2 separate regions of the Bombyx mori genome follow, and region 2 is linked to region 1. The links are chromatin contacts, called in public Hi-C maps. All regions are on one chromosome and are shown on one strand. The core of a region is the stretch at or near the end of the contact, and the rest is flanking DNA. Distances in the headings are between cores, read along the strand shown.

Evidence for each region. Hi-C and Micro-C count contacts between places; a contact is called where the count stands out from the background.
Region 2: a contact with region 1 is called in a Hi-C map of midgut, with 2.6 times the contacts expected there. The contact joins the promoter of LOC101744693 here to the enhancer-like site in region 1. A contact is called at or near these places in 3 of 7 Hi-C or Micro-C datasets (middle silk gland, midgut and posterior silk gland).

The regions. Positions count from the first base shown.
Region 1 is chr27:6,185,634-6,191,794 of ASM3026992v2, reverse strand. LOC101744693 (IQ motif and SEC7 domain-containing protein 1) reads left to right here. Exons shown (of 23, transcript XM_021346151.3): 8 at 137-260; 9 at 1,494-1,626; 10 at 3,696-3,789; 11 at 5,072-5,222. Among protein-coding and RNA genes, the nearest start is that of Mir3410, 18 kb to the right of the region's middle. Within about 2 kb of position 2,569, at least 4 of the 8 cell types and tissues checked have open chromatin away from gene starts, as enhancers often do.
Region 2 is chr27:6,409,395-6,415,555 of ASM3026992v2, reverse strand. It overlaps LOC101744693 (IQ motif and SEC7 domain-containing protein 1), which reads left to right and starts at 2,901. Exons shown (of 23, transcript XM_021346151.3): 1 at 2,901-3,203.

The DNA of each region.
Region 1 (6,161 bases), core at 1,320-3,819:
AGTCACTCACCTTGAGACGTGAGTTCTAAGTCACCGTTTTTACAGTACACAATTTAAAAAAAAAAACTGCTCTTATCTACAATTTTACGTTTAACAATTATTCCGATTCTAAAACTCCATTTGTCCGTAATTACAGGTACTGATATCTACGCGACTACGTTGCTACAAAAAAGTCCCAGCGGCACAGAAAAGATGTTAGCTTTGACGAGACCCATGAGGTCGATGTCCTTGCGGGAGCGACACGAACCACCCGACATGGGGTAAGTTACAAGGAATCCTACAGAGAGGTCATACAATAGCCGATTAATTCCAGTCAGTAACGACAGAGCTCTAGAACATCAAATCTATTATTTTCTTCGATTTTCGTTAATATAATTCAAACTTTTTTTTTATTGCTTAGATGGGTGGACAAGGTCACATTCCACCTGGTGTTAAGTGGTTACTGGAGCCCATAGACATCTACGACTACCAACCCACCTTGAGATACAAGTTCTAAAGTCTCAGTATAGTCACAACGGCTGCCCCACCCTTCAAACCGAAACGCATTACTGCTTCACGGCAGAAATAGGCAGGGCGGTGATACCCACCAGCGCGGACTAACAAGAGGTCCTACCACCAGTAATTACGCAAATTATAATTCTGCGGGTTTGATTTTTATTACACGATGTTATACTCTAATATATACTATGTACTACTCTTAATTTTTTATCTAATGCTAACTGGGCTATCACAGTTTCAAACACGAACAACATCTTGTTCGTCCGTGACCACTAAAAAAGTATACGAAATGTCGGAAATAATATAAGGAAAATAAACAGAGGAAGGTCAGAGGAATCACCGCCTAGCTAAGGACATCGGCAATCGGGTTTCAAGGACATGTCCTTATCGAATACAAATTAAATCCTTCTTAAAGAAAAGAGGTTTTTTATCTAATTACTTTTGCCGTAAAGTATCAAATTATAGTACAGAAATAAAAGGGAAAAGTATATTGAATTTAGGTCGCTTCTTCGACTCGAATATTGTGAATTATAATTTAATAATTGTTTGTATGTACTAAGGAGTAAGCATTTACAAAAATTCTGTAAGCTGAACTTGACTGAAATTAACTGCATACTACAAATTTGTATTGAAAAGGTGAAATAATCAGATAAATCTCTAGAATTTATAGCCGCATAAAAATGCTGATACAGGACTTTTTTTTTTATTGTCTACATGGTTGGACGAGCTCACAGCCCACCTGGTGTTAAGTGGTTACTGGAGCCCATAGACATCTACAACGTAAATGCGCCACCCACCTTGAGATATAAGTTCTAAGGTCTCAGTATAGTTACAACGGCTGCCCCACCCTTCAAATCGAAACGCATTACTGCTTCACGGCAGAATTAGGCGGGGTGGTGATACCTACCCGTGCGGACTCACACAATTTATACAAAGGTATAAGATTTTAACTTTGAATCAAAAAATTAAGTGGTGGTATTGTTTTTTTTTCGCAGCAACCACTTGCAATGCGACACGCACGACGTAGAAGCCATGGTTGCTAGAGTTCAGCAGTCGGCTCACCAGATCCACATGATCGCCACCGATCTACCGCCCGGGGTGCTTCATCCGGCTGACGCAGACAGCGGGGTATGACGGATATTAAACAAATCATTACTTAACTTTTACCTAATTTTGGTACATAACTTCTTAATGAGTCAATACATGTAAGAAACCTTCGTTTTCCAAATTAAAAAGGTCTGATGTATTCGTAGTTGTGCGAATATATGCCTTTGTACTAGGACCTATTGCCCAAAACACGTGATTACGGATTCTCCCGATCCATTAACGGTGCTTTTAGGTACCACAAGCACCGGTAAATGTCCTCGTCGAACCCGTCGCTTTTGACGTAGGGCTCAACGAGCGAATTAACCCACAGACACAGCCCACAGAGTTTCTCGCCGGATCTTCTCAGTAGGTCGCGTTTCCGATCCGGTGGTAGATTCTGCGAAGCACTGCTCTTGCTAGGGTGAGTGTTAGCATCACTCCGGTTTGAGCCCCGTGAGCTCACCTACTAGCTAAGGTTACGCTGAAATAGCCTCTCAAGGCTATCAGCTTAGATAGGAAAAAAAATACCCAGATTAATTTCTAAATGCTTTGTTTATTCTAATTAGAAGTACTGAATAACTATTATTTTCTGTGAAAAGCCTTCAAATTACTGTATAAATATTTATATTTCCCTGATTCTGTTGATTTGGGTACACACACGGAGTACAAAAAAAAATATGACTCAGCTAATTCTGTTGTGCATTTACTATATTTACCATATATATATTTTTACTAACTGTGTTCTTACTTTTCCTAGTGATTCCGGTATCTAATTTAATCTAATTTAATCACTGTGCAATTAAAAATAACGGAAAATTTCTATAACTAAAGCATCGTAACACGAGTAGGTATAGCGATCGCGACACTTCCTACATAAAAACTATGCGATAAAAATGTCAACGCACTACATCTTAGCGAATATAATAACCTTGTTCGGCTGTTACACAAAGCGTGTGTGTATTATTAGTTAAATAAACACAATGACATGATAGCCCAAACAATATTCTATCAGTTGGTGACGTGCGCCGCGTCGTGTGGTCGCCTGCGCACCGTCTTATAGAAACCGTGTAATTAAATACGGTATATCAACTATTGAATACGACGCGACATTAAACCTAGTGCTCACTTAGATATTTCTAGAAAAATAAGAAACAAAAAAAAATGTGTTACGAAGTGAATCGTAAAAAGTCGAAAGTGCTAATGAAATCGGCAAAGAAGAGCAAAGATGTATTTCGGATAGTGAAAATGACAAGACTGTGGAGTTTCAATACCGGAAAATATGATTTACGTAAATATAATGTAGGTCTTTTTTTCTTTGGTATAATCACGACGGAAGGGTAGCTTCCGGGATTGTCACAGGGAACACCAATATCAGCCGTCAGCTTTCCTATTTAGATAAAAATAGTATACGGCTTCCGCAAGGAGGTCGATGGCATTCGTATAATACCGGCTGTATTTTATTGAGTGCTGAGATCGGCTGTTAAATTCCAGCCGTGAGCATCCGTGAGCACTTGTTACTCACGATGTATGGATTTCATACGAACAGAGAAATGATAGTGATCGCGTGCCATCGCGTCGAGTTGCGAAAAAATTTTCTGAATTAAATTTCTGTGAAATGTCATTATCACATTAAAACAAAGAATGTTAAAGTAAATAACATATTAATAAACAAATAATCTAGGGAACGTATACATTAAACTCTCAGACAAAGCGCAAACAAACTTGTCCGTCACACAAATATCCGAACTGGGAATCGAACCAACGTCTATTGGCAAAGCAGTCAGGGGTGCTAACTAGTGTGTCACCTAATCCTGTTATATAAAAAAAATATTTGGGATTTAAGCTTTCCGTCACTAAGCTTTGTTGCGATTTAGTACCTGGCTAACAAATCAATTAAAAAAAACCTCATCACTGTATTTTTACGAGTTGAATTAATTTATTCTATATCCTAAGTGAGAACACAAAAATCGACTTTTAATTATTCTCAAACCAAACAATCCTGACTCAAACGTAATGTAAATAATATTTTCAGTATTATTTAATCAGCAAGACAATTTACTTAGTCGGTGTTTTAAATTAATATGTAATCACGTGTATTTCGTGAATTTCAGGTTTGCAGTTGTTCAGTTAGCGGCTCCGTGACCAATATATCGACTTCATCATCGCACAATGAATCTCTACACAATCACCAGATGATGAATACTGGTATGTTGGAATAAATAATTTAAAAATATATTGCTTATATGGGCGGAATAATAGGTTACAAATAAAATGTTTCAATAAATAATAAATAAAATAAAATAAATAAATATTTACTAACAGTCACGCCACGTTAACTGGTCCCGTGATAAGTTCGTAAAGAACTTGTGTTACAGGTACCAGATAACGGAAATAAATGTAAGATTTTTATTATACACATACACATATTTAATATATATACATAACCCTGGAAAAGACATTTATATTTATCATACAAATATCTTCCCTTGGCGGGATTCGAACCCGCGACCCCCTGTGTAGTGACTATGTCACTTACCGCTACACCAGACGGCCGTTCAATAATAAAAACATTGCTTATATGGGGGAACTAGGTCAAAGCCCACCCGATTTTAAGTGGTTACCGGAACTCATAGTCATTAACAACGTAAATGCCGCCACCCGGCTTGAGACATTACTTCCAAGTCCCAGTTTTCCAGTACAACGTCTGCCCCACCTTTCAAACCGGAACGCATTAATGCTTCACGGCAGAAATAGGCAGGGTGGTATGTATCTACCTACCGGACTCACAACACAGCCTACCGATAATATTACCGAAATAGTTTGAAGGGTTGGGCAGTTTTTATACAATACAATAGATACTTTTACTTCACGCCTACAAGCTTCCTTATCCACTTAACATTAGGATATCAAATCTTTAGAAGCACATTCATGAGCTATCATCTTGAATCTAGCTGAAACTAAATTAAATCTTCACTAGGTAAATTTTACGCAAGTTCTTCCTAGAAACGGCGACGGTAACTATCGCCAAACGCATCACACGAATATGTTATTATATGTTAATGGTCCATCGGACGTATATGTATTGTTAGGCGCTGGGGTCGGGATAAATAAAATTCCACCAAATTACAACTATAAACTGTATTCAACACTTGAAAAACACTTAAAACAATTCACAAACACTTTAAAATTCTCAATTCGCTTCTTCCGCTTCGCTTCAGGTAATACGTTCGCTGTTTCGCTTCGAGTAGTTCCGATTACTGGCTGACTGCGTGCCATCTCTACAATTCTTTTATAGCCGATACCTCATCCCTAGAGTTATCGAGAATATTCCACACATCTGTGGAACTTCTCGAGCGTTCTAGGTGTTACTAGATCCTTCGATATTCGTTCGACTATTCGGCGATAGATGGCGTTACTCTTACCGGCGTAACAGTATATACTAAAAACTACAAGTACGCCATAACCCGACAAGCAACGTCTATTTCAGGTCCGATCTATGGAAATCTACTCTCGTCGGGTGGCAAACCCCTGTCGTCTCCCACCCCCCGACAGCAGCAGCAACTGGCTGCGATACAAGCTGCGAACGCCAGGAGGATGCCTCCGGAAGTGCCCAAAAGAACGAGCAGCATAACTCTAAAGTAATTATAAAGTTTTCAATTGTTTTTATCCATTTAATTGCAGTTTTATTTAACTCAAGCCTTTTATCAGCAAATACGGTCAGACAGTTTAAAATATCTTGAGTTACGTCCCTACGCCGGGATCCTAACTCGGGAAGTGTGACGATTGTTTTGACAAAGACGTACTTGAACGAATATGTTTCGTGGACGATGTGGACGATGAAGAAAAAATTTATTAAAGTCGCTGCTATAATTGAAAACTACGCCATTTGCTATATTAATTTCAGATTTGATTTGTGATTTGATTGTGTTGTCCAAGACAGCACTGATCCATCTCAAATCAAATCAAATCAAAAAAATGTTATTCAACATAAATGAAAGTACATACTTGTTGAACGTCAAAAGAACTACCGCCAATTCACAAGAACTAGCCTCCGTCCTGAGAAGAATTGGCAAGAAACTCAGCGGGCATGTTTTTTTTTTTTTTAAATATTAGATTATTATTTTAATATTAGATTTTTTTAAATATTCATTTTTACATGAGTATAATAACATAACAATTATTACAATATTGAAATGCCCGGAGCGAGCAACTCATTCCCACTTTGTGCAATCTTCTAGATAATCATTGACTTTATAGTAAGCTTTATTGCACAGATGTTCTTTAATAGTTTTCTTAAACCTATGTATATGTAGGTTCTGAACATCTTGTGGGATTTTGTTGTACAGGCGCACAAATCTCATTTCGTGTTTATCGTAAAATTCGACTGTGGTATTTACCGAAGTATGCGTTATGTTTTATAAGCCCGCACGGGTGGGTAGGCACCACTATCCTGTATATTTACACCACGCTATACAATACTTAGCACCAGGCGGGCTGAGAGCTTGTCACTCATTCTCCTCCTTGCGTCGATAATCCTCAGTGCTGAGGGTCGTGGCCTCTTCTAATCACTTTCTCCT
Region 2 (6,161 bases), core at 1,652-4,151, 220 kb before region 1:
TGCATCGCCGCTCATAATCCTTATTCTATATTATAAACTAGCGACCCGCCCTCGCTTCGCTTCGGAAACTGTAATTTATTATTGATTTCTCCACTATTTAATAGATGTTATTATACATATAAACCTTCCTCTTCAATCACTCTATCTATTTAAAAAAACCGCATCAGAATCCGTTGCGTAGTTTTAAAGATTTAAGCATACATAGGGACAGACAAATATAGGGACAGAGAAAGCGACTTTGTTTTATACTATGTAGTGATTCTAAATTGTAATTAAGCCTATCTACTCTTCTTAGTCTCTGGTTCAACAACTCGTCGTCCGCTTCACACCTGAAGAGAATTTGGAGTACCTAACCCATGTATCAGCTCGCTGAGATTCCCGCCGGATCTTCTCAGCGGGTCGCGATTCCGATCCGGTAGTAGATTCATTCGCGAAGCAGCTGCTCTTAAGCTATCAGGTCTCCTTCGGAGGTGCTCGGGCAGCTGTTAGCAAATCCCAACCCTATTGGCTGAACCTTTGCTCGCCCACCTGTCCTGGTGAAACTGGAAAAGCCTCCGGGCTACCAGTAATCTTTTAACACTAAAAAAAAAAATTTGGAGTGTAAGAGTTGTTGGGGGACCAATTAATTAGATTTTCCTTTCGTTACCTGAACCTCATAGTTCGGTGTTTTCATGTGATCGCCGCTGTGGATTCTGACTAAACAGGGGTTGTAGTGGTGGCACTCAGTGCCGGATATAACATCCGAATAAAATCATAAACAAATCTATTGAATAGCTATTGATATTTTGTTGTTCTAAGTACAAAATTTAAACGTTCCGCGGTAACATCTCGTTATTTATGATTCATTTTTTTTTAATCCTACCTATGCTGGCCTTGAGAGACTATATCAGCTTCGCCCTAACGTGTAGGTGAGCTCACGGGGTTCAAACCGGAGTGGTGCTAACACTGGCCCTAGCAAGAGCAGTACTTCGCAGAATCTACCACCGGATCGGAAACGCGACCCACTGAGAAGATCCAGTAAGAAACTCAGTGGGTTGTGTCTGTTGGTTAATTCGCTCGTCGAGCCCTTCATCGCAAGCGACGGGTTCGACGGGTTACAGTGACCGGTGCTTGTAACCTAAAAGCACCGTTAATGGATCAGGAGGATCCATAATGACGTGTTTTGGGCAATATTCATGCAGTTGCGATATAACACAGTGAAAAACGTCTAGAGTTTAAGGTCGAAATAGAATGAATGCACTCAAATTGCAATTAAACGAGGACAAAGATAAATCCCATTCTCACGGATCGTTTGGAACCTCTGGGTCTGCGAAGGGACTTCGGTTCCCTCTGTATTTTGTACCGTATGTTCCACGGGGAGTGCTCTGAGGAATTGTTCGAGATGATACCGGCATCTCGTTTTTACCATCGCACCGCCCGCCACCGGAGTAGAGTTCATCCATACTACCTGGAGCCACTGCGGTCATCCATAGTGTGTTTCCAGAGGTCTTTTTTGCCACGCACCATCCGGCTATGGAATGAGCTCCCCTCCACGGTGTTTCCCGAGCGTTATGACATGTCCTTCTTCAAACGAGGCTTGTGGAGAGTATTAAGCGGTAAGCAGCGGCTTGGCTCTGCCCCTGGCACTGCTGAAGTCCATGGGCGACGGTAACCACTCACCATCAGGTGGGCCGTATGCTCGTCTGCCTACAAGGGCAATAAAAAAAGATTAATAGTTAAACCGTAACAAATAGGATATAATATACCGGCGTAACAAAGATCATAATATGTTTTGATTGTGCAATACGGATTGAAACATTTAACAATATTTTATTGTCAATTACATAGTTGGTTACATTTAAAGGTTTCAAAAAACAACAATGGATATCAGAACAATATATTACAATAAGTCACAAAATCGTGAACATGAAAAGGCGCTTTTGTCCTTTGTCTTTCATCATTTATCATCTTTGGCCAGCATACGATCCACCTGGTAATGAGCGCTCACTATTATTCATGGACGTCAGCAGTATTATGGGTCCATGCCTAGCTTCGTTTGAAGAAAAATCTGTCACAGGGCACTCATTACTGGTGGTAGGACCTCTTATGGGTCCACACGGGTAGGTACCACCACCTGTCTATTTCTGCCGTGAAGCAGTAATGCGTTTCGGTTTGAAGGATGGGGCAGCCGTTGTATCTATACTGAGACTTTAGAACTTATATCTAAAGGTGGGTAGCGCATTTACGTAGTAGATATCTATGGGCTCCAGTAACCACTTAACACCAGGTGGGCTGTCAACACGTTCACCCATCTAAGCAATAAAAAAAAGATAATAATTTTATCGATCAAATGTAAATACGTATAAGCGAGTACTATTTTCTCATCTGTTTATCAACCGATTCTCTCTTTTTGTTTAGTTGACAAACATTATTAGCATCCACTATTTTTTAATTTTTAAATGTCAATAAAAAAAACAAAAGAGATAATGAAATAGGTAAAAAAAAAGTGAAAAGATTGAAAAGTATTATTAAAGTTTAAAGAAAAGTTGGAATAGCCTACGGGTTAATAGTAATGCCTTCATACCAAAAAAAATTCTCGGAGCTGAAACGATAATAATTATCGTAAAATTAGATCAGATTTAATTTTGTTGGAACGCAGTGACTTGCTTAAAGCGCCATCTCTGAAAGCACCTCTTAACTAATTATATTTTATAATGTAACATGAAAGATGTCGACAGCTCCGACAGCTACAAACGTAATAACAACTTTTCAAAAGATGGCAGTACAATCGCTTTATTTGTTTTGAAATAGTAAGCAGATGGCGTTGCACACAACTCTCTTTAATAAGAGGTTCTCGGGCTAAGAAACATTTGGAGGCCTTCAACGTCATTTCAATTTTGCCGCATTATAGTAAAAGTAACGGAGTCAATAGCAGAGTAGTCGCGTTTGCGGTAGGGTGAATGAATTTCGCCTTTAGTCAGTCTGTTGTCGCTCGCGTTTGAAATTGTGTTGTGACAGTCGGATATCGAGATTCGTTCGGTGAATGTTGTGAAAGTGTAATTCTTCACGTTTAGTGACTGAAATTTGTTCAGAGAATACGATTTTGCAGTTGTAAATATAAGTGAAGTGTGTGATGTGAGTTTTAGTGAACGTTTGTGTGGTAAATTGTGACTCAAAACGCGTTAAGCGTTACGATCTTCGAGTTACCGGCGAATCGTGTTATGGTGAGTATGATCGATATTTACCCCCTTTTGTCTACATTACTGTATTGTTATGACTACTGATATTCATAAACAAAATTTATAAAAATCTACTGTCACTATTAAAAACCGCTAAGACTATAAAACAAGTTTCAAAAGTTGAACCAAGTGTTTAAGTCCGTTGAATTAAATTCTATTTCCGTTAGAATACCTTATCTAGCCCAAATCTTGGTATTTACAGCTTTACATGAATAAAATTGTGCGCTTTGTACTTTGTGTTGTATTTCCTAATTAGTTTAAATATTTAGTTTTGAGATCGACGTCTTTTGCGATATTTTTAGTTAGCTGTTGTTGGGTCCAAATGGGGAAGTATTTCATTGGGTTAGTACATGCGTATACATAATTTTCATTGATAATTAATAAAAAAGATACTTATGTCTAAAGACCAAGTGATGTACTTTTGAAAGACTGCAAAGCTAGTGACCGCTAATCATTTCTTATTAAGATTTTTTTTATTTATAAACCATCAATTAATATGTTGGAGTGCTATACAAAATAAAATTTAAATCTATATTACTTAGTATAAAAATAATTTTAAAACAACTGAGATTTCCAGTAAATAACATTTATTGTACAATCATCCTTAAAATCATGAATCCAGGCAATTTAATTTATTTTTATTCATTTATCCTAAATTTTCATTTATCCTTAATTTTCGAATAGCAAGTCATAATTAGCCTTAGGTAAAAATATATCAAAATTATATGAAGCTCTAATGGATAAATGTTTCAAACTGTTACATGAATTTAATTCAATATGTTACATGACAATATCATTTTCTGTAGGAACTTTTTATTGATCAAAAATTTTATTTCATGATTATACTTAGCTTGAATTTAAGATTAGTTTCACTCTGATCATGGTAAGCACTGCAAAATAATGAGAGTAGTTTGAATTTTTTAAATTGTATTATTATGCAATTATTCTTGTTTCTAATTTCAATATCTTCTCATCTATAGCCCTGTCGTTTGTGCCTATAATTAAGGTGACATTTATAGCATACCTTCTTATCATTTTATCGATGCCCTGAATTGGTGAGTAACTTTGTTGGTGCAACTAATTAAACAAATAAATAAAACATTTCAATTTTTATATATTACTAGATGTTGATGATTAAATACATGAATTAAGCTGCTAATAATTGCTTTTGTTTCGGTTCATTAAGAAAAATATATTATGTACTTCATATCTAATACCTCAGATGGTGAGATGTAATTAAAATCACTAATAAAATCTCTTAACTTTCCATTTCCACTTCCCATTATGTGATGCTTTGAACATATATGTTTTGGAAGGTAAATGATATTCGATTGTTACCTAATGACTTGTCATTCTGTTGTCTAAGCTTTGAAGGCTTAGTGTAAATTGATTTTCCCATAGTTTGACCCAATATCTATTGTCAGTGGCTACTGGCAATGATTAATGATGGCTCGTCGTCAAGAACTTACGAAGTCGGATGCTCACGCCCACGCCGAAGACAATAGCCATCTGATTTGTGAGGTCACCATTGACTTTTCATTTCAGTTATAAATTTGATATGTTACACCGACAGTAATTGGTTTTAGTAACCAGTTGGCAAAATGAAACTGGTTGTAACGTGGCTTGAGAACACTCGCGCTTAGTAACAGTTTGTTTGTTTGTTAATATCGCGAATCAATCAGACGTCTCCGGAATAACCACCGTGCAAGTCCAACCTAGATGTGCCGGTCATCGTTCTCGTCGAACCCGTCGCTTGCGACGAAGGGCTCGACGAGTAAATTAACCCTCGGACACAGCACACTGAGTTTCTCGCCGGTTCTTCTCAGTGGGTCGCGTTTCCGATCCGGTGGTAGATTCTGCGAAGCACGGCTCTTGCTAGGGTTCGTGTTAGCAACGTCATCATGTTTGAGCCCCGTAAGCTCAACTACTAGTTAAGGCGACGCTGATATAGCCTCTAGAAAAAAAAACCAACCGACATGTAATTTCTCAATGTTTTTGACTAGACCGTAAGACTATAGCTTACAACACATCTAATCGCGATTCGATTGAACCAATGAAACTTTATACAAGTCATTATATCACTGTCTTACGATTGTGGAGTGTTTCCTTAAATCACTGCGCTCGTGTATATCAACGTTTATTCAATCTCCACTGTCCGTTACAGATGTGCCCACAGGGTAGTCTTTAAGAGTAGCTGTAGTCAGCTGTCTAACATTGTTGAAGATTCCGTAATCGTCTATACGTGAACAGTAGACGTTTACGGGACTACAGTATCTAAACTCTATAACTGTTATTAGTCAACTTAATCGTTTATCATTTCTACGAACGGATCACATACCTGAGCTCACAGGCAAATAGTGATAAGTCCAAAAAGAAAGAATTATTACGATGCATCAATTCTATTTATTGAATCCGCACTTTACTGATTGGTCGAATCCTATTTAAAATGTATCCGATTTAATAAGTAGAGAAAATATGTTTTTTTTTCGGCTTCGACGAGAACGATGACCAGTGCTTGGGGTACCTAAAAGCACCGTTAGTGGAGGATCCAAAATGACATGTTTTGGGCGACGTCGACTGTTTACCATTCGGTCCACAGGATCGGGAATGAGGAGGAGGAAAGTGTATAAGTAGTTACAATCGGAAATTATTTTTGCTGTTGACAAAGTCTTCAGAGATCCACATAAGACTAAGTGAACAGGATTCATCTAAACTTCTAAAGCAATAAAACTAAATAATAATATATCGCTCTTACATCGTTGAGATGCAGAATATCCGTAATTTATTATCAAACTGCCACTCATACAATATCCAATGCAAACAATCTAATCTGATAAGAACTTGAACGCGTTCAAGGACACAGAGAGTCAATCACGATATCACGTCCTATTGTTATGAATCTTTTTATTATAATGGTAATTGTATTAATGTGCATTGATTAAC